Linked DNA regions of Mus musculus: all the other regions are linked to region 6. Evidence: chromatin contacts called from public Hi-C and promoter capture Hi-C data. All regions are on one chromosome and are shown on one strand. The core of a region is the stretch at or near the end of the contact, and the rest is flanking DNA. Distances in the headings are between cores, read along the strand shown.

Region 1 (2,700 bases), core at 99-2,598, 890 kb after region 6:
TCCCAGTGTTTTAGGATTGAGTTGGAAGATAAGAAAATGTAACCTTTTACCATCTTCAAAAATTCATGGGAGAACTAATCTCTAACAAGAAAAAAAAATGGCTTTGATTTATATAAATTTTTACACGTTTAAAGAGTATAATTTTTAAAGCTGGGGAGGCGGGGAGTTCAAAAACCAACCAGAGCCATGCTAGACAAATCTCATTTTGTTTCTTAGAAGCACTTGGTTGTAGCTTTCATAGGCGGATAAAAGATTCCAATTCCAATTGGCCCCTTACTGCCTGTCCCTCCTCCTGGCAGTTTGGAAAGTATAAGTTATGCCTGCAGCAATACTTTCTTTCTGCTTTAGTTCTTATTCTGTAGGGAAGCCTGAAAGTTGGCAAAATTGTTCCTTTAAAATAAAAACCCCGTTGGGGACAAAACAAAACGCACACAAAAGAAGAGCAAGCAATTCACTGGTCATTTAGAAATATTCGTATAATCTTTAAAGTCAAACAACACAACTGGAATATTTCAACCAACTCCTGCCAGTCATAGTACAACTGCTTCTTTTCTGGTTGGCACCATCTTCTCGGTAGGCTTTCCTCAGCAAGGGAGAGGGGTGTCCGATAGCGTCTTTATTAAGACAGAGATGACTCCGTTTTACAACTCAATTGGCACATCCTCCCGAAGAGTCCATCTCATCCCAATCCCTAAGCAGCCAAGGATTCAAACAATACTACTAACATCTAGAGAATTTACGTCTCCGAAATCTAACTTCATCTCTCCATCCCTCGCTCGGGTTTTTTAAACTTCCCGGACCTCCAAACCGAGAGCAACGGACTGCTTGCCGCTTGAGCCCGGCCTTGGTGACCATTTCCCTTACCTTCGTTTCCAGCTCTGTCCCCGACCCTCTTCGACCCCTCTTTCCATTCTTTACCTCCCACCCAATGGAGCCCTATCACTTTTACTTCCACCAAGCCCCCTTTGCCAATCTCCCGGCTCTTCTCTAATTACTCCATCTAAGCTCGCTCTGCGGTTGCCAAAAGGGGGGGGGGGTCCCTTACCTTTCCCATCTCTTTATCTCAAACCACTCCTTTGGACACCGGGAGGACGGGGCTCCTCCCGATGCTCTCACTTTTTCTCAGCGGACCCCGGCTTCACTAGCCCGCGTCTCCCCTACACACCTGCCTCGGCTCCCATTTCGGTCCCCTCCACCTGCCACAGCCCCTCTCCCGCCGCGGCAGAAAGAACCACGACCCGCGCCGCTCACCTATGTGCAGCGTTCCGGGCTCGCGGGTAGGGAGGAGGCAGCCGCTCAGACCCCAGCGTAGCAGCTGAGCCTGCTACTCCTCCGCAGCTGGGGGCCACAGCCGGGGCGGGGCCCGCACCGGAAGCTGTGCTGCGGGGCCCGGCCGTCAGCCCGGGGCGGGGGAGGGGCAGGTAGGGGCGGGGCCCCACGGTGGGGGGCGGGGCCCGAGGCCGGAAGCAGCTAAAAAGGGAACGAGGTGGGGGTGGGTGGGTAGTGCGAGACGGAAGTGACTCCTAGAGACCGCCCTCTGGTTGAAGCCGTGGGCGGAAGCCATTTAAGGCGGGCGGAGGCTTCGGCCAATGGGAGAGCACGGACTCAGAGGAGTTCCGGTGTGAGTGCTTTCGCGGGGAGTTGAAAAGAGTAGGACTGACTACAGCACACGGGTTTCTGGCTGCCGTGGTTGTGAATTGTTTGTAATAAGTGAAAGAAAGGAATAAAGAGTGCTAACTTTCAGCTAGTCTTAATGAAGCATTCCAGCCTTTTATTAGTTTTTTTCTAAATTTCACTTTTTGGATTGAAATTTTCCTGTTCTGGAACACCACCTCTATCCATCCCCAACCTCACCTCGTCACAGGGGTTAATGTTTTCTTTCTTCAGGTTCCAAAGGTAGAAGCTGAATCCTGGCACCGCTTATACAATAAAACAACAAAACCTTGTCTTCTGGGACTCCTAACTCTGGGGAACTTCTGTGAATTTATGCATGCACCTCCTTGTTTTACCTTTCTCCCAACTGACCATCATCCTTGATCCAGAGTCTATGGCTCGCTTAGTTTTGGGTCTTAAAACAATCCCAGCCAAAACCTAGAACTTATTGCCACTGGCTTTTCTTGTCCCTTCCCTTCTTCCTTCCCTTCCCCTCTTTTCTTTCTTGTTAGAAGGTAGCTCACCTATTTAGCAAAAGTAGTTGACCATCAAGCTCCAGGAATCCTGTCTTTACTTCTGAAATGCTAGGATTGCAGGTGTGCACCACACCTGGCTTTTTACTGAGGCGTTGGATATCCAAATTTAGACCCTTATTCTTTGGCGCCACGCTCTTAACTCACTAATCCATCTCAGTTCCTGATGAAAACTTTTATGGTTTGTTGTTGTTGTTGTTTGTTTTGTTTTGTTGCAGTCCTGGTCCCTTATTTCTTTTTTGTCCACTAGGCCATGAATTCATATGGAATGGGCTCCAGCAGTTTCCGTTAGTCCTCACAAAGTGTGCTTCTCTGGTTGACGCAGGCTGGCGCTTCAGCTGCACCCGGGTGCCCTTCTCCTTGGCTTCCTTCTTCTGATCGTTCTCCTTCACCCGCTTCAGGAAGCTGTCCCTGCTCTTCGAGTGCTTGATGTGCTCAATCCGCACATTGATCCTCTTGGCCAGAATTTTGCCCTTAACTTGCTTATTTACAATGATGCCCACAGCATGCTGGG
Region 2 (2,700 bases), core at 55-2,554, 530 kb before region 6:
GAAATTGGCAAGAACCCATAAGCCAAAGGGCAAAGAAAAACAAATGTCTAACCCAGCCTCTCAAAATCCCAAACCCCTAAGCAACCTAGGAAGCCTGCGCACATTAGGGGCTCCCTGGCCAGAGCGTAAAGTGAGCAGGCACAGAGCCACCGGTTCCGTCCTGACTGCTGAGGCAAGGCTGAGCCTGATCCTCCAAAGTCTGGGAGTGAGGCGACCATACAGACTAGGCAGAAGCCCTTCTTGCCCCAGCCTCCACATCTCCAGCTCCTCTAAGGCTTCACTTTCCCCTGGAGCCTCGCAGCCCAGCCCCGGGAAGTCCCTAGCCGCCAGGTTCCAACTTTCCCTCCTCTGGGGGGCGCCGCGCTCCCGGGACCATCGCAGCCAGGGTAACGAGGCCTGGGCCGGTGGGGGGCATGAGAGGGCTCGCGGCGCCCGCGGGGCGCGTGGGTGGCCGGGGCACTGCAGCCCGCGCCCCGCAGGACGCACGGGCTGCCGAGCCCCTGCGGCGCCACCCAGTCCCGATCCCCCCTAGGTCCGCGTCCTCACCTCTCGGCGACCCTGGCCCCATAAGCCAGCGCGTGTGGGAAAGGGACCGGAGGGTACGTGGGCAACCCTGCCCCCGTTACCTGAGGGGAGCACAAGCCGTTGCGATATTCAGCATTGCCTCCTGTCCCGTCCCCTTTCTGGTGATCGCGGCCGCCTCCACCGAGCAACTGACACAACTAACTAACTACTCGCGGCCGCGGAGTCCACAGCGCGCTCCCGGCCGCTCTCCGTCCGCCCAGCCCACCAGTCCGCTCGCTCCTCCCAACCCTGCACGCCGCCCCGCCGCGCGCACCCTTGCCGCTTCACTTCTTCAGACCGCGCGCGCTCGCCCGCGCGTGCCCGCACCAAACCTCGGCGGTCTCCGAGCTCTACTCTCAGCCCCATGGGAGGAGTTGACAAGAGGCCACGCCTCCCTGAGTGCCAATATCCGGAGAACACGAGCTAGAGAAAGTCTGATTGGCTGAGGGGTGGAGCCAAAGCCAGGGGGCGGGGCGGCAGGGACCTTGAGTCCATGTGACGGGGAATTTGGGTTCAATTAAACGCCAGTGGAAAGAAACAGCGCAGATTTGGATTTTTTTCGGGGCCGAATCACCTTAAGTCAGCCATTCGTCTAGTACAGAATAACTATCCTCTAAGAGTCCAGTATACAGTAATTAAAATTTAAGTCCCACTATTTTTTGAGAGCCTTAGCAATGAAAATGAAAACTACATTTCCCAAGAACCTTCGCGAAAGTGTGTCTCACCTTGCGTGGTCACGTAGTCCTTCGCCGCATTGGGCAAAATAATCCCTTCATTTCTCTGAAAGTATCGGGTATAACATTTCACGTCTCTCCTCAACGGAACAATTCTCAGTATTACCACGTTAAAAGAAGTTACCTATCTGGAGGTGACTAAGTGATTAGGTAAAGAGTAAGAAAAGACACCAAAATAAAGTACTGCGGAGGAATTTCTGTCAAGCTGTGAGACGACGGAGTGAAGAGTGAAGGCGATTGCGAGGGGCTGAGGGAATTGTCCTCTGTGCAAGGGACTTTCATTAGTCCCCAGGCCCCTGCCTGCTCCTGCCGTCAGCAGGTTAGTAAGCAAGACGAGCATGGGGGTGGCAACAGTCGAGATGTCCTTCCCCCTTTGAAGATCATCCTTCTTTTGCTGCTGCTGTTATTGGTTTGTCTTGGTTTAAGGCCCACTGAATGGGGGCGCCTCACTTCCGGTTGGGGGAAGGGAGACATGCTGTCATAGGGGAGGGGGAACTGTAACTCACTTCCTGTGGGGGTAGGATGATGTTTGGGGGGTGTCCAAGCCACTTCCCGTGTTGATGAGAGCCAGAAAAGGTGTTGGTTTGTGCCATTCTCAGAGAGAGTTCCTACAGCCTTGGGGTTGTATTTTCACGTCACAAGTTCGGTTATTTCCCCAAATTATGATAATCACCAGGCCACGATCAGAATTTATGTATTTTGTTTCTGTGTGTAAATTGGAAAATCTCTCCCCAGCAAGATTGTCTTAATGCTGTCTCCAAAGAATTTTAAACACCTTGTTAAAATTCTCTGCAAGATTACATACTTTGTTATGTGACTTGTGAATTGCCCACCCTTGCACCCAAGTCAAGCTTGTCCTTAACTGAGTGAAGTAGTGTAGGCTCTACCTAGACACGGAACAGGAGCTCCTTAGCCGCTCTTTTAAGGAGGTAGTTTATAAGTTAGAGTACCGAATAGTTCACACAAATTACAGGGCATTTTCATGTTTGCAGAGGGAGAGAGTGTCATGCTGCAGTACTCCGATTTGATGTTACCGTAATAAAGGGCACTAATGTGTTACATACTTAGAACTGTTCCTTTAGGACTTAAGGATTCACCTCATGCTGGAGAAGACATCATCCACTTTAGTGTTGTTTTCATGTAGCTTTCTTGGGATGTTTATGAAAGATGCATTTTATGGTGTCTCCCCGTTTGTAATTTGAGTTTGTTACTGATTGAAAAATGAGGTCTATTTATGGTTTTAAAACCTGGCCAAAGGATGGCAAGTTCAGTGACGTACTGAGTGAGAGGAAAATGTCTCGGGAAGAACTAAAGATGAGGCAGACAGAACTTTCTGGTTTTCTATATTCTGCTTAAAACACACACACACAAACAAATAAGAAACTATATCTGAAGTAATAAG
Region 3 (2,700 bases), core at 12-2,511, 810 kb after region 6:
TTTGGCCATGAAGTACCACACATAGGCAGTAATGGAGATAATCTCCCTTGCAACGCATCCCAGGCAGGTGAAAAATGGGAGCTACCAGGTGGCCCATGTCCTCCTCCCAGCCAGGTCGTTTGAGCCTATTTCTCACAAATTCTCCGATTCCATGAGTCCTCGGCAAAGAAGCTTTTTAAAACGTAAAGGCCACAATTATGCTTTGGGAGGCTCTGCTCTGAACAATGAAGAAAAAGGCAATGTGACCAATGAGACCAAGTTACTGGATGCCAATTTTTCTATGAGCACAGGCCTCTCTGGCTTCTCATTTGCTGTTCCTGGCTAGAGAACCGGGCTAACAAGAAGAGCAGCCAGCCAGGTCAGCGGCTGCCCTCCCGGATTCCTGCCACCCAAGCGACCCATGGTTATTTTTGGCTGGCAGTGCCCCACCACTGCAACCTCAAACCTGCCACCTCGCAATCTGCGGCTGCCACCGGGCAAAAACGCTCCTCCTTTTCAAGGGCACGGAGGAGGGAAACTGGAAGGCCGCCAACTCCGCCTTGATGGGGGCTAGACTCTGGCAATTCCCACCCAAGCATCAGGGCACCCGCACCCGGAACTAAAGCATAGAGGCTCCCGACCGGACCGAGGAGCAGCCTGGACATTTGTACTCCTGGCTTGGTCTGGCCCATTCTCCGGGATGGAGCGGTTCCATCATAACAAAACACGGAGGGGGCCGGCGGCCCGCACTCGAGTCCCTTCCTTCTGCCCGAATCCCAGGGATCTCAGAGCCCCGTTCCCCGTAACCGCCAAGGGAAGACCCGGCGACCAAAGGGATGGCCAGCCTGGGCCAGAATCAAACTCCAGGCGGCGCGCGAAGGAGATCTGCGGGCTAAGCCTCGAGCTCGGGGCAGGGAAAGCCTTTCCAGGATAGCCTAGGTCGGACGCGACCCAGCCAGCGGGCCGGCGCGGGACCCAAAGGGAAGCCTCCCAGCCGGCTCCGAGGCCGCTGGAGCTCCGCCTCCAACACCGCGGGAACCAGAAAAGGGGTCTGCAGTGACCGCCCTCAGGGAGAGAAGCGGCGGGTCAGGGGTGAGAGGTCGGGACCGCGGCCTGACGTGGGCCGAAGAGGGAAATAGGTCCAAGCCGAGACCCGACCGGGTGGCACGGTACCCGTACCGGCGTGGCCGTCCCCACCGACTCACCCCAGCTGCCCGGCCACGGGCTCGGGCCCACACTCACCGTCTCCCAGGCTCCGGCTGCGGCTAGGCCCCACTCCCCACTCCGAGCGCCTCTTCCGCTTCCGGCTCTGGCCTCCGCCCGTGGCAGCACCGCCCCCTCGCGTGACGCAGCCGTCGGCGGCCCGGGCTCGACCCGGCCCAGAGGCCTGACCGCTCTAGCCCCGAACTCGCAGACTCTGGGGGACTGGCCTGCCCCGCCAGGGTCCGGGCGACATCGGTGGAGGTCTCTTCCCGGAGGTCCCGGGAGCAGCCTCGGGCCGCGGCCTGCCCCTCTCCGTGTGGTGCTGCACGTAGGCCCCCGAGGCCGCATCGGTGCGCGACCACGGTCTGAGGACGGCTCTGGGCCTAAAGGAGGAACCCACCGGACTGCCAGGCTGGGGCCGCTTCCCCGCCGCGGCCCAGCTGTGCTCGCCAGCCTCTTCCTGCGCGCGGAGAGGACCGGCATTGTTCTCCCGGGGCCCGGGAGGGCGCTAGAGACGAAGGCGGTCGGTGCGCCCGGGCAGAGGAAGGCGGGCGCGACTCCGCTTGCGCGCAAGAAGCAAACGACACATTCTGCTCTCGGCTTGTGCGGGTTTTTTGAAAGTCCTGGTGCCACGCCCCAGCTGGCTCGAGCGAGCAGTCTCCGGGAAGATCCCCGCGAGCCTCGGCGGTGGGGTCTGACGGAGAAATCGTCCCCTTCCCTTGAACACCTCAGAGCGTCTTGCTGTCAGTCTTGCTAGGAAACCCGCGCCACACAAAAGCCCCGAGCCGCGCCGCGCTCCCGCTCTGCCACTCGAGTCACTCAGCCCGTCCTTTCGCTGCGGCATCGGGCGTGAGGCACCCAGTCTAGACCCCTCCCACCTACTGTCCAACGCTTTGTCGTGGCAGGATCATGAGGTCTTATTTTTTTTTTTTTCAGAAGAGAATACAAGTCGCGGTCCTTTGGTTGGGCCTCGCTTTGACAGCGTCCCCGCCCCCGCGCGTCGCGCAGCCAAGCGGGCGGGTGCCGCGCCTAATTGCCCCACGCCACGCGAGGTCCGCGAGGCTGCGGCGGCCGGCCAGGGCGGGGCATAGCTTTAGGATCTTGCTGACTCAACGCGGACAGCCAGGGTTTCCCAGGTGTCCCCTCCCCGTACGGGATGCGCGCCCACCAGGTGCTGTGGCTCCCTAGGCCCCCCTGCAGTGATGAAACTGCCTTTAGAGAGCTTTGCCTCTGGTTCTGACGTAATGGCCCGGCATCTTCATCACCAACCAAGTAAAAGCGGTTGAGTTAAAAAGCTGGGTGATTATGTTTTGCAAACTCAAACTGACTCATAGTCACCTTCCAACCCCACAGACATTCAACAGCCATTTCAACTGCTTCTGCCCGAGTCCTGCCCCATTGGTTTCCAGCCTAGAAGCCAAAGATTGAAATATCCAGGCGTCAGAAGATGCAGCTCCCACCTGAGGCCAGGCCCACACTGATAGAATTTCCTTCGTTCACAGGTTTCTGTGGTGTCGT
Region 4 (2,700 bases), core at 168-2,667, 610 kb after region 6:
TGAGAAGAGATGGGGACTACACATTCAAAAAGACTCTGAGGGCAAACTAAACAAGTGGACTTCACACAGCAGAATGGTTTAGGGGTGAGGGTGCTTGCTGCTGTGCCTGGTGACCTGAGTTCAGTCCCTGAAAATCACATAAATGTGGGAGGAGAGAACCAACTCCACATTAGCCCCTAACACATGCGCTCCCATCCACCCCTCATGTGCACACAGCATCACTACTACCACTACAAGAATGACTACTACTACCACCATGACTATTAAAAAAAAAAAAAAAAAAAAAAAAAGCTTAAACGAGATCACTGGGTAGTTCTGAAGTGGACCTGTCAGATTACTGTTGATAAACTCCCCAGGATGTAGAAAGATGATGTCTTCATTGTAAATAGTTTTGTTTGAGATTCTTAGGAAATATCTTGGAAAAGGACATGAACATTCAAGCTTTAAGCCTGATTCATTTTACTCTAACATAAAATATACACATAGTAAAGGAATATTAACTTTATGTCAACAGCCTTTAACAGTAAATGGTAATTATGCTGGAATTTTTTTTTTCTTAGCTGGTGAGAAGAGTATCAATCAGACTCTAGGATGAGAGATTCCTCAAACCTACAAACAATAAAAAGGCAACAAAACCAAGAAAAGCAAACCAACCTGCCAAAAACCCTGGAAAAACAATAACCAAACAACCAAAAGCAAACAAAACAAAACAAACAAACAACCCCCCAAATAAAAACAAAACAAACAAACCAAAACCACAAAAATCAAAAAACCCATCTGGTTGCAACACAAGAATAGACCAATCAGTAGCGCTGTTCTATTCCAGGGTAAGAAACGATTCAAGCTAGATTTCACAGCGGCCCGAAAGACATGGATAAATAAGTTTGTGAGTTTGTGAGTGAATTAACTACCACCTCTAGGATATCTATGAAATCACAGGAGGGTGGAGCCTAAAAGAAATCCTGCTTATCTAGGGCAGGGGTTGATGCAAGGTCTTCCAGCTTTATCCTGGAGCACAGTTGTTCAGATAACTCCTGTTTGACATGTCTCCCCTGTCCTTTTGGTCCGGGACTTGCTCGAACGCCTCAATTTTGCCCTCTAGGAATGAATGCATGATCCTTTCCTGCCAGTCCTTTATTTGGAAGCTCAAAATAAATACACATAGGAAGGAAGACATCAGAAGAGATTCTGCACCGGAGGACTAAGTGGATAGAAGGTTTGGGTATGTAGCTCAAGGCTACACCTATGTCTATTATTCGTGAGACCCTGGATTCTATCCTCAGCATCTCTGGAGATAAAAAGAAAGTGGATGGAGACAGAATGAATAACCTTCGCTTTCTAATAGGCTGGGCAGGGGCGGAACGGACCTTTGTGACGTCCAGGGCCACGCCCCCACAGAGGGCGCTACGCCTGCGCCAGAACGGCTGCCTTGCTCCCGGAAGTGGAGGGTTTACACTGTGTGCCGCTGGGTCTGAGTGACCAAAGGCAGTAGCGCTCGCGGAGATCACCCGCTGGCCCTCGATCACCATGTCGGCCTTCGACACTAACCCCTTCGCGGACCCAGTGGACGTAAACCCCTTCCAGGTAGAACCCCCAATTCTCAGATTTCTTTAGGGAAAAGGGCTGCGGCCTGGGCCTCTTTCGCCAGAGCCGGGGACGTGGCGTAGGAGGGACGGATCACCTGTCCAATGGGAGAGCGGTATCTGAAGGCTGGCCTATCATAGTTTGTATGGAGGCGGGACTTTGCAACAGGTGGAACTGCGGCAAGGGGGCGGGGCGCTGTAAAGAAGTGGGCACTTAGAGCACCCCGGGTTGTAGCCCATCCGACCGGCCTCTGCTGGAGAAAAGGGCCAAGCACGCGCTTATCCTGGGGAGGTGTCTTAGAGTCAGAAAGGGAAGCAAAATGTTGCTGTGCCATTTCTACAGTCTTGGGGGATCTACCTGTATTGAGTCATCCTAGGAGAAAGGCTCATTGAAACATAATGAGGAAGTAGAAGTCTGTTGGGGTGGAGAAATGTGGAGATAACCCAACACCTAACAGCAACAGCAGTAGCGAAGCAAGCATCTAAAGTACAGGAGAGTCCCTAGTGTTTATCAAGAAGGCTGAGAGAGGGTAGGAAGAGAGGCCAAGCCAGAAAATTACTTATTGGCCAAGCACTTTGTTTGGATTGAGTTTGGGCCACACACTTTGAGGAGAGGGAGGTGAAGGAGCTTGGAGCCCAAGGTACACGGGTCTGACAAATCTGCATGGGTGGTTACCGGCCTGACCTTTGGAACTTTGAAAGAATACAACAGTCTTCGGACCTAAGCCAAAACCTTCGCGTGGAGAACGCAGAGATGCCCAGTTGTCTATGTTGAAGAACTGGAACTCCTTTTAGTGCCAAGGCGCGTTCTACTTCTCCTTTCATGTCTGCCCGAAACCAGTTTGAGGGACGCATGCTTGTGATGACTGGGGATTTATGAGCGCAGCTGTTCCTCCGGTGTTAGTATGTCACCAAGCTCTTGAATTCGTCTTGCTGGTGCTTTATTTTGGTCCTCTACAGCTTCAGCATTTCCTGAAGGTGTTGGAGAAGTCCACTGAGCTTTTCCAGGGTGGGTCCTTCCAAGGGTGGGAGCAAAGCAAAGGCGCCTTGAACTAGATGGTTATACACTCAGGGAGTAGAGTATGACCATCTTCTCTTTTGAAGTTTTGCAGTAATG
Region 5 (2,700 bases), core at 163-2,662, 960 kb after region 6:
TTTATAAGACCAGGAGGGTTAATTATGTATGTGTAGTTTGCTTTTTCTCTGTTAAGCTATTGTACTCAGTTACTACCCGAGTTCTGTCCTAGAGTGGACTGTACAAGAATACAACTTTTGTTTTGTTTTGTTTTTCGAGACAGGGTTTCTCTGTGTAGCCCTGGCTGTCCTGGAACTCACTATGTAGACCAGGCTGGCCTCAAACTCAGAAATCTGCCTGACTCTGCCTCCTGAGTGCTGGGCTTAAAGGCGTGCGCCACCACGCCCGGCAAGAATACAACTTTTACACTTGTGTACACAGTAGCTATTATGAACTTTTTTTAAAAAAAAGATTTATTTATGTATTTTATACACTGTCACTGTCTTCAGACACACCAGAAGAGGGCACCGGATCCCATTATAGATGGCTGTGAGTCACCACTTGGTTGCTGGAAATTGAACTCAGGACCTCTGGAAGAGCACTCAGTGCTCTTAACTGCTGAGCCTTCTCTCCAGCCTGAACTTTATCTTTTAAAATTACATTTTTTTATTAGTGTGTGTGTGTGGTCAGTTTTGGGGAGTCAGTTCAATCCTTTCACCATTTGTTCCCGGGGAGGTCCTCAGGTTTGAATGCAAGTGCTTTTACCTGCTGAGCCATCTCACCCGTCCCTCAGCTTCACAGTTTTAAAGTTGGTTGTTTTTGGTTATTGTTTTCCTTAATTGTGGAACTTTCTGAGAAAAATCACTTCTCTCTTGAGTTTAGCTAACTCTAACTTTTGTGTAAACTCAATCCAATTTGATTGTGCATTAGTTTCTCAGCCATCTAAAACAGGCAGTGTCTCCACGAAAGTTCAGTGGAAATTCCCCTCCCCAAACTGATTCTACGAATGACTGTGTTATAAACCCCATTGTTGCATGTTCGCGGTGGGCCAGAAACCCGACTTAATCACTCCCCTTACGGACTCAACTTTTAGCGCCCTGGTGCGCTGCCACAAGGCAGGTTTCCTGGGAGAAAGGAGCAAGAAGCACAAGAGGCTGGCTACGTGGGAGAACTGCGTCTTCATCGGAAGGGCCGCGGGGCGCCTGTCCACTTAGGAACCCGTCCCCCTCGGAGAAGGCTCGCCCTCCGGCCTAGGACTCCTCCAAACCCGGGACAACCAACAGGCTTCACATATATCCCTGGAGAGCGCGGGAATCATCGGGCTATTGGCTGCTTTCGAAAATTCCACACTGAGTCTCCCTACCTCAGGTGGTGGTACAATTGTGTCTGACAGAAAGCTACAACCTACTGGCTTCTAGGACCTCAAACTGCTCGTGCTCGCACTCACGCCTCCTAGGACCCGGAAGCATTGCCACTAGCTGCTGGACGGCCATTTATAAGGGGCTGGGTCTCAGTGAAAACTATAGTCCCCAGAATGCAGCGCGGAGCTTCCGGTTTCCGGCAAGAGGACCAGAGTGAGTGTTTACACCGGCGGCTCGCTGCGGCCGGGTTCCTTCCGCGGGACGGGTGAGGGCGCTGGGCCCCCTCCCTGGGCGCGCGGGGCTCTCGTGGGTCCGGAGTAGCTAACTGGTCCCACGAGAGAGGTGGGGTTGTCAACATTGTCCCTACTCACGACTAGGTATCTGTGACCTTGGGCCAAGAGACTTCAGCTTTCTGAGTCTTTATTCCTGATCTGTAAAATAAGGACAATGATGCCAGTTTCAGGAGACAGTTGTGAGGATTGAAATCGGTATACAAAAACCTCCTTTCTCGCTTTAAACCTAAAGGTGGATAGTACCTTGAAGTCCGCTGGGTCGCACCACAGTTTTTTCTTAGCCTTGTCTTTACTGCAAGAGACCTCTTTGGCAGAAATAGTGTCTGTAACAAGGACTGGTCTTGCGGTACAAGGCTCTTGCACCCTTTGAATTTTTAGATTTATTTTGTGGGCATTCATATATGTCAGGCTGGGGACTGTGTTAGAAAAGCTCTAGTCTTGGCTTTCAAGAATGGGGGGGGTTTCACAAATATGAGGGACGCAATGAGAAGTTGAGAAGTAAATAAGTTGTACAAGGGAAAAAGCAGCAAAGAGAAGGTAGCTTTCTAAGTCTGGCATCTGGTAATGAAGCTGGCTGACTTGTCCTCAAATCTATTGATTTGTGTTGCTCTTTTGCCTTGAGGGAACAGGGAATGTGTGACCAAGAAGAGAGCATGGAACCGATGTGTTTGTGTGGGTCTTGGTAGGAGTTTGCTAAGAGGCCAAAAAGGGAAGAGAACTTATATGCAAAGACAGGAGGTGAGCAGAGTTACATATAGGGGACAACTTTGTTATGAAGTATACTTACGTGTGTTGTTATAAAGGGGCAGGGCTGGGTCTATTGAAGAAAGCTGGTAGGCGTCAGAATAAATGGGTTTGTAATCTGGCTGTGGAGTTAACACCCACCTGTTCATAGAAGTGCTTTGGGATTAATGGGGGCCTTCTAAGCAGTTAAGTTTGTTAGATCTGTGTTTTAACAATAAGACATTGGGTGGTGCTATAGATCTCTGATAAGGGCAGGCAAGAGAGACAAGGGCCCTCCTTAAAGTGTTGTTATAGCTAAATCAAAAGCTGGAGAAGAAAACCAGAAATGAGTGTGTAGAAGGGAGAGGGTTGGGTGATCTTGCTTGAACCTCACAACATTCCTATCCAACTGATTGGCCTTTTGTGTTTACTTTTTTTTTTTTTTTCTTTTGTTTTTTTGAGA
Region 6 (2,700 bases), core at 151-2,650:
GAAAAACCAAAAAAAAAAAAAAAAAAAAAGAAAAGAAAAAATAATAATAATCCGAAGCAGGCCACTTCAGGATGATCAACTGCTAGTTATTAGCTTGTCCCATTATGGTTCCTGACAACCCTGGCCAAATTACTCCCCCACCACCACCCACAGGGCTCCTGACTTTCCAGGAACTCTGCAGACCAGGCTGTCCTTTAACTTAGAGATCTGCCTTTCTCTGCCTCTTGAAAGCTGGCATTAAAGGCATGTGCTAGCACTACCAGCCAGTCCTGCTTTCACCCCCTGTTGTTCGATTACAGGGTGGTGCCACTGCAAGTTTAGCGCAGGCTATACAAACACATTGATTGCTGAGCAACATCCCTAGCCACACCCCAGTTCATTGAGGTGTTAGAAGCAACGCATCTGGCTCACATTATAAGCATTAAGTAGCAAGTCCTGTTTTCATTTTACATGCTAGAAGTCTTACCCTGCAGACACGATGTATGGGTTTGCTTAGGGTCTCCTAAATCTCGGTCACTCATGTAACTACTTTCAAACCGGACTAAGTGCTGCACTCAAATGCTGAACGTTACCTATCAGGAATCGAGCCAGGTCCCTTTCCGCGTCATGTTAGAAAGGAGAATAGGGATAGCAGTGGTGGCGCACGCCTGCACGCCTTTAATCCCAGCACTCGGGAGGCAGAAGCAGGCGGATTTCAGAGTTCGAGGCCAGCCTGGTCTACAAAGTGAGTTCCAGGACAGCCAGGGCTATACAAAGAAAGAGAGAGAGAGAGAGAGAGAGAGAGAGAGAGAGAGAGAGAGAGGAAGAGAGAGAGAAAGAGAGAGAAAGAGAGAGAGAAAGAGAAAGAGAGAGAAAGAAAGAAAGAAAGAAAGAAAGAAAAAGAAAGAAAGAGAGAAGAGAGAGAAAGGAGAGAGAGAAAGAGAGAGAGAAAGAAAGAAAGAAAGAGAAAGAAAGAAAGAAAGAAAGAAAGAAAGAAAGAAAGAAAGAAAGAAAGAAAGGGAAAGGAAAAAGGAAGGGAAGAAACGTTTATTAGTTCGAAACCTGAAAGCCATTCAGAAAATCGCACAAGCAAGACAAAAGGGCTGTCAGTGCAACTCTCGAGTTTGGGCACACCCGGAGAGGTGGCGGCCACGAAGTCACGGTTTTGTCAGTGAAAGGATCCGGGGCAAGTTTGCGATCAGTACTGAAGGCTCCGTATCGCGGACAATCTCGCTAGAATCCCGAAAAAGCCTAAACCAAATCTGGAAGCCCCTCCCTAGGGAGAAGAGTCGCTCAGTTCAGGGCGGAAGTAATGTCCTGCCCGACTCAACTCCCGCGATGCACCACGGTAGGCGGAGCCGGAAGTTCGAGTGCAAGCTTGAGCGGGGCGTGTCTAGCTCCGCTAAGGCACCTAATTGGTCAGTCGGCACAGGCACTGGCGGCGTGCGCGAGTGGTACGGACGTGCGGTAAGTCTGGCCCTGTCTAGTTTGGCGTTCTCTCAGCCGCAAGCTCAAACTTCTTCTGATGACCCAGGGCTGGCTTCGCAGCCGTTACCTGGGGAGGCTGGCCAGTCTTGGGGACTTGGACTTGGCCATATTTTTGTCGTTGTATTCCAGGCAGTCTGGCTCAAACTCATGAGGAACATTTATGTGTGGCAGGGAGAATTCTGTAACCGAAAGACAAACGACTCCATTGCTAGAGAGACAGTAGCGGGGAGGGCGGCAGAGTTCACGGACGTGTGGTGGGAGCATCTATTGGGCTGGAGAAGAGGCTTGGGTGAGCCTGACACTTAGGAATTAGTTCGCTTCTTTTCCTCGGCCTCCTGCCTTGCTGCCATTGCAGGTGTATGACACGTAAGGTCCTGTTAGGGATCATTTCTATGGCATACTTCAGGATACCTTGACGGGGAAGCTCAGTAATTATCTACTGAATACTCCCGGTTATTTTACAAACACTCTGATGCACACCTTAAATCCACACTGATAATAGTCACTTTTAACAAATTTTCTTAGAAAGTATTCTTAGCCGGGTGTGGTGGTTGCATACCTTTAATCTCAGCACTCAGAAGGCAGGCAGGTCTCTATGAGTTCGAGGCCAGCCTGGACTACAAGGAGAGTTCCAGGACAGAAAACCTGTCCCCAAAACAAAACAAAACAGAAAAAAAAAAAAGTATTTTTAATGTCTTAGGATATAGGAATGCAGCTTTCTTCTTTTTCTCCTGGGTTTCAGACCCAAGGCTTGGTGCAAATATGGTGCGCACTTTGGCAAGTACTTTACCAAGTGGAGGTATGGCACCATCCTTTGTTCTTTTATTTGTTTATTTTCCTATATGCATATGTGTATGTGTGTTTTGCCTACATGTCTGCACACCACATGGGTGCCATGCTGGGAAGAAAGTCAGAAGAGAGTTCCAGTTAGTTCCCTGGAATTGGTTTACAGGTGGTCATGAATTACCACATGAAACCCAGGTCCTCTGGAAGAGCAACCAGTACTCTCTTTTTTTTTTTTTTTTTTAACTAGTGCTGTGTGTGTTTTTAAGATTTATTTATTTTTATTTATATGAGTACACTGCAACTGTCTTCAGACACACACTAGAAGAGTGCATCAGATCTCATTACAGATGGTTGTGAGCCACCATGTGGTTGCTGGGAATTGAACTCAGGACCTCTGGCAGAGCAGTCAGTGCTCTGAACCGCCAAGCCATCTCTCCAGCCCCGCAA
Region 7 (2,700 bases), core at 133-2,632, 870 kb after region 6:
TTAAGGGGGCTGTGAGCCACCCAACACAGTGGGGTTTGGGGTGGGAGTGGGGAGATAGTACTTCCAAGAGCAGCAAGTGCTCTTAACCACCGAGCCATCTCTCTAGCCCCTCAGGTTTACTTTTTAGACTCTAGGTTTGTACTCTGACTATAAAAACACGAATAAAGGGTGAGGCTTAGCTTTGTGGTTAAAAAGCTTGCCTGGCCCGTAGCAGAGCCTGGGTTCAATCTTCAGCACTACAAAAGCAGTAGACAAGAAACCACGCACAGACACAGCATCGCGCACATTCACAAGAGAAAAGCCAGCTGAAGTACAACACGTGGGGCTACTGTTTTTGTTAAAAATATAAATAAAAAGGTAATTTTTAAAAGCCTGAAAAGGTATAGACTTACCAAGAAACCACCCCAAAGTCCTGCTGACTTTTACTTCATACATTTTAAGGTATATGTCATTTTTACTTCTCAAATACTTTAAAATACATTTGACAGACATAATGAATCAAATTTGTAATCCCAGTACTTGGGAAGCAGAGGCAGGAAGATTCTAAGCTTGAGGACAGCAAAGGCCAGAGTGATATCCTGTCTCAAATTTTTGAAAATTGTATTTTATTTTATTAAGACAGAGTTTCACTACGCAACCCTGGCTGGCCTGGAGTTTGTTACATAGACCGGCCTATCCTTGAACTCACAGAGATCTACCTGCCTCGGGCTCCCAAGTACTGAACTAAAAGTGTGTACCACCATTAATTAAATTTTACAAATGACACTTTAGCATTTACTTAAATAATAAAAAATGTCCAGACTATCAGGTAATAAAAGCAGAGCACAAAACTGTATATAAAATAAAATAATAAACATATAGTAGGCATTTTCCTTTAAAATACAAAGGAAATACCACAAATGTTTATAGTTCTAGCTAAGTTATATGACTGTGGTTGATTGTTACCTTTTCTTTATAAATTTGTATATTCTCCATATTTCCTAACTGAGCCCAAATGACTCCTACGATCGGAGAGAAAACAGCAGGAGTTATATAGACCGACTGATTACTGAGACAGGTCTTAGGCAGCCTGGGCTGTGGACTGGCGTGTGTGCTGATGACGACGCTGAATTACTGGCCCTCTCTGCACTGCGGAATTTAAGACACCACACCCCCAGCCTATGAGGTGCTGGGGACTGAACCCAAAGCTTTGTGAGTCTAGACAAGTCTTCATAAAGCTGTTTTTAAAGTAATGAAACCATTGAGAGACTCTACCTACCTCTTCCCTGTTCTGTCTGCAAGGAAGCAGAAGGCAGCGCAGGGCCTTCCTGCTGAGACCACATACAGGCTACTTCCCTCTTTCCTCATCTGCCCTTAGACAGACAGACAAAAGGAATGATGAGAGGTCCCGGCTCAGTGAACTAGAGCCAGTCATGGTCACAGGACAAAAGTCCTAGCTGTTAAAACACATAGGAGAAAAAAAAAGAAAAAGAAAGAAACAAAACCACTAGCAAGGAAAGGATATTTTGAGGTGGAAAAACTACTGACTCCTCTAATTCTGAACAAAGCCTACAGAAATCCTAGTCTACTCCTCCCCACAGAGCTAAGCACTGGAATCGAGAACTGAAGGGAAGTAGGAGCAAGTGCTAAAGCTGAGCGCTCGCGAGCTTGCCTGCCCGTAGCAGAGCCTGGGTTCAATCTTCAGCACTACAAAAGCAGCAGCAAGAAAGCAGGCACAGACACAGCATCACGCACATTCACAAGAGAAAAGCCAGCTGAAGTACATACAACACGTGGGGCTACTGTTTTTGTTAAACAAAATATGTGATTTGAAACATCTAAAAAGGTATAGACTTACCAAGAAACCACCCCCAGGTGACTTCTACCTCACACATGTTAACCTACATGTCAAGGTTACTTCTCACAGAGCTCTAGTCAGCTTCAACACTGGCCCCTACTCCTATTGTTGCCCAACTTGATTTTTAAATTTAAAGTTTAATTATTACTTTTTAATGTATTTATTGGGGGGAGGGGCTGTGAGCCTTGTCTCCTTCCACTGCATGAGTCCTAGGGGGCCAGACTTAGGTCACCAGGCAACTAGCTGCATCTCTGTCAGCTGAGCATCAAGCTCTGTTTCTTTATCTTTTCTTTTTTGAGACAGGGTCTCACCAGGTATCCTCAGTTGGCTTGGAACTCACTATTTAGAACAGACTATCCTTGAACACATAGAGATTTGCCTGCCTGCCTGCCTCTGCCTTTTGAATGCTGAGATTAAAAGCATGTGCTACCATGCTGGGGGCTGAAGGGGAAGAAAGGGCAACTACAGCTCTTACCAGGGGTGAGGGCTGGGGATTTAATTGTTTCCCCAACCCTAGACGCCAAGGTGCCTGTCTCAGGTGTATCAAGAGCCAGAACAGAAATCACTACAGAAGAGCCTGCCAGGTTAGAGGGGCACACGGCTTTGCCGCCGTCAGCCCAGAGCGCCCACTGCAAGTCAGCCTCTGACTAGGCACAAGCCTATGAGTCTCAGCTGCTAAGCAGAGCCTAGCACAGGCGAAACCAAACACCCTTAAGTGGACAGTCTTTTACAAATAAAGCCCTACCAAATGAGCTTACAAAGAAGACAGAGCAAAGCCCCACAGGAGGAAACCAACAATTACACAGGTGAGGACAGAACAAAGGAAAAACACGCAGGCAAATTCAAAAGCGTGTGTCAAAAGA

Evidence for each region. Promoter capture Hi-C pulls out the DNA fragments that hold promoters and counts their contacts. Hi-C and Micro-C count contacts between places; a contact is called where the count stands out from the background.
Region 1: a contact with region 6 is called in a Hi-C map of uterus, with 14 times the contacts expected there. The contact joins the promoter of Arid3b here to the promoter of Snupn in region 6. A contact is called at or near these places in 3 of 39 promoter capture datasets (liver and pre-B cells), 3 of 484 Hi-C or Micro-C datasets (CD4 T cells, regulatory T cells and uterus), 1 of 115 datasets of contacts at active chromatin or transcription factors (bone marrow-derived macrophages) and 1 of 9 other capture datasets (adipose tissue).
Region 2: a promoter capture Hi-C map of erythroid cells shows a contact between it and region 6, with 26 times the contacts expected there. The contact joins the promoter of Hmg20a here to the promoter of Snupn in region 6. A contact is called at or near these places in 3 of 39 promoter capture datasets (cranial neural crest, erythroid cells and second pharyngeal arch cranial neural crest), 1 of 484 Hi-C or Micro-C datasets (embryonic stem cells) and 1 of 115 datasets of contacts at active chromatin or transcription factors (effector CD8 T cells).
Region 3: a promoter capture Hi-C map of erythroid cells shows a contact between it and region 6, with 22 times the contacts expected there. The contact joins the promoter of Clk3 here to the promoter of Snupn in region 6. A contact is called at or near these places in 7 of 39 promoter capture datasets (the C10 cell line, erythroid cells, hippocampal neurons and 3 more), 3 of 484 Hi-C or Micro-C datasets (B cells, CD4 T cells and uterus) and 2 of 115 datasets of contacts at active chromatin or transcription factors (large pre-B cells and microglia).
Region 4: a promoter capture Hi-C map of pre-B cells shows a contact between it and region 6. The contact joins the promoter of Scamp2 here to the promoter of Snupn in region 6. A contact is called at or near these places in 4 of 39 promoter capture datasets (cranial neural crest, erythroid cells, neural stem cells and 1 more), 1 of 484 Hi-C or Micro-C datasets (embryonic stem cells), 4 of 115 datasets of contacts at active chromatin or transcription factors (bone marrow-derived macrophages, large pre-B cells, microglia and 1 more) and 1 of 9 other capture datasets (adipose tissue).
Region 5: a promoter capture Hi-C map of pre-B cells shows a contact between it and region 6, with 2.3 times the contacts expected there. The contact joins the promoter of Ubl7 here to the promoter of Snupn in region 6. A contact is called at or near these places in 4 of 39 promoter capture datasets (cranial neural crest, liver, neutrophils and 1 more).
Region 7: a promoter capture Hi-C map of pre-B cells shows a contact between it and region 6, with 2.2 times the contacts expected there. The contact joins the enhancer-like site here to the promoter of Snupn in region 6. A contact is called at or near these places in 4 of 39 promoter capture datasets (embryonic stem cells, liver, neutrophils and 1 more) and 1 of 9 other capture datasets (liver).

Annotation. Positions count from the first base shown.
Region 1 is chr9:57,835,431-57,838,130 of GRCm38.p6, forward strand. Arid3b (AT rich interactive domain 3B (BRIGHT-like)) reads right to left here and starts at 1,349. Exons shown (of 9, transcript NM_001379353.1): 1 at 1,252-1,349. It also overlaps the pseudogene Gm7547.
Region 2 is chr9:56,417,315-56,420,014 of GRCm38.p6, forward strand. Hmg20a (high mobility group 20A) reads left to right here and starts at 1,305. Exons shown (of 10, transcript NM_025812.3): 1 at 1,305-1,617. It overlaps Peak1 (pseudopodium-enriched atypical kinase 1), which reads right to left and starts at 736. Exons shown (of 7, transcript NM_172924.3): 1 at 627-736.
Region 3 is chr9:57,763,853-57,766,552 of GRCm38.p6, forward strand. It overlaps Clk3 (CDC-like kinase 3), which reads right to left and starts at 1,262. Exons shown (of 13, transcript NM_007713.5): 1 at 1,222-1,262.
Region 4 is chr9:57,559,527-57,562,226 of GRCm38.p6, forward strand. It overlaps Scamp2 (secretory carrier membrane protein 2), which reads left to right and starts at 1,418. Exons shown (of 9, transcript NM_022813.3): 1 at 1,418-1,584. The coding sequence starts at 1,528.
Region 5 is chr9:57,909,574-57,912,273 of GRCm38.p6, forward strand. It overlaps Ubl7 (ubiquitin-like 7 (bone marrow stromal cell-derived)), which reads left to right and starts at 1,413. Exons shown (of 11, transcript NM_001122873.1): 1 at 1,413-1,486.
Region 6 is chr9:56,949,508-56,952,207 of GRCm38.p6, forward strand. Snupn (snurportin 1) reads left to right here and starts at 1,401. Exons shown (of 9, transcript NM_178374.4): 1 at 1,401-1,446.
Region 7 is chr9:57,819,294-57,821,993 of GRCm38.p6, forward strand. All of the region lies in intron 2 of Arid3b (AT rich interactive domain 3B (BRIGHT-like)), which reads right to left. Among named protein-coding and RNA genes, the nearest start is that of Arid3b, 16 kb to the right of the region's middle. Within about 2 kb of position 1,383, at least 78 of the 459 cell types and tissues checked have an H3K27ac peak or open chromatin away from gene starts, as enhancers often do. A contact at or near this core is called in pre-B cells, where this site is marked.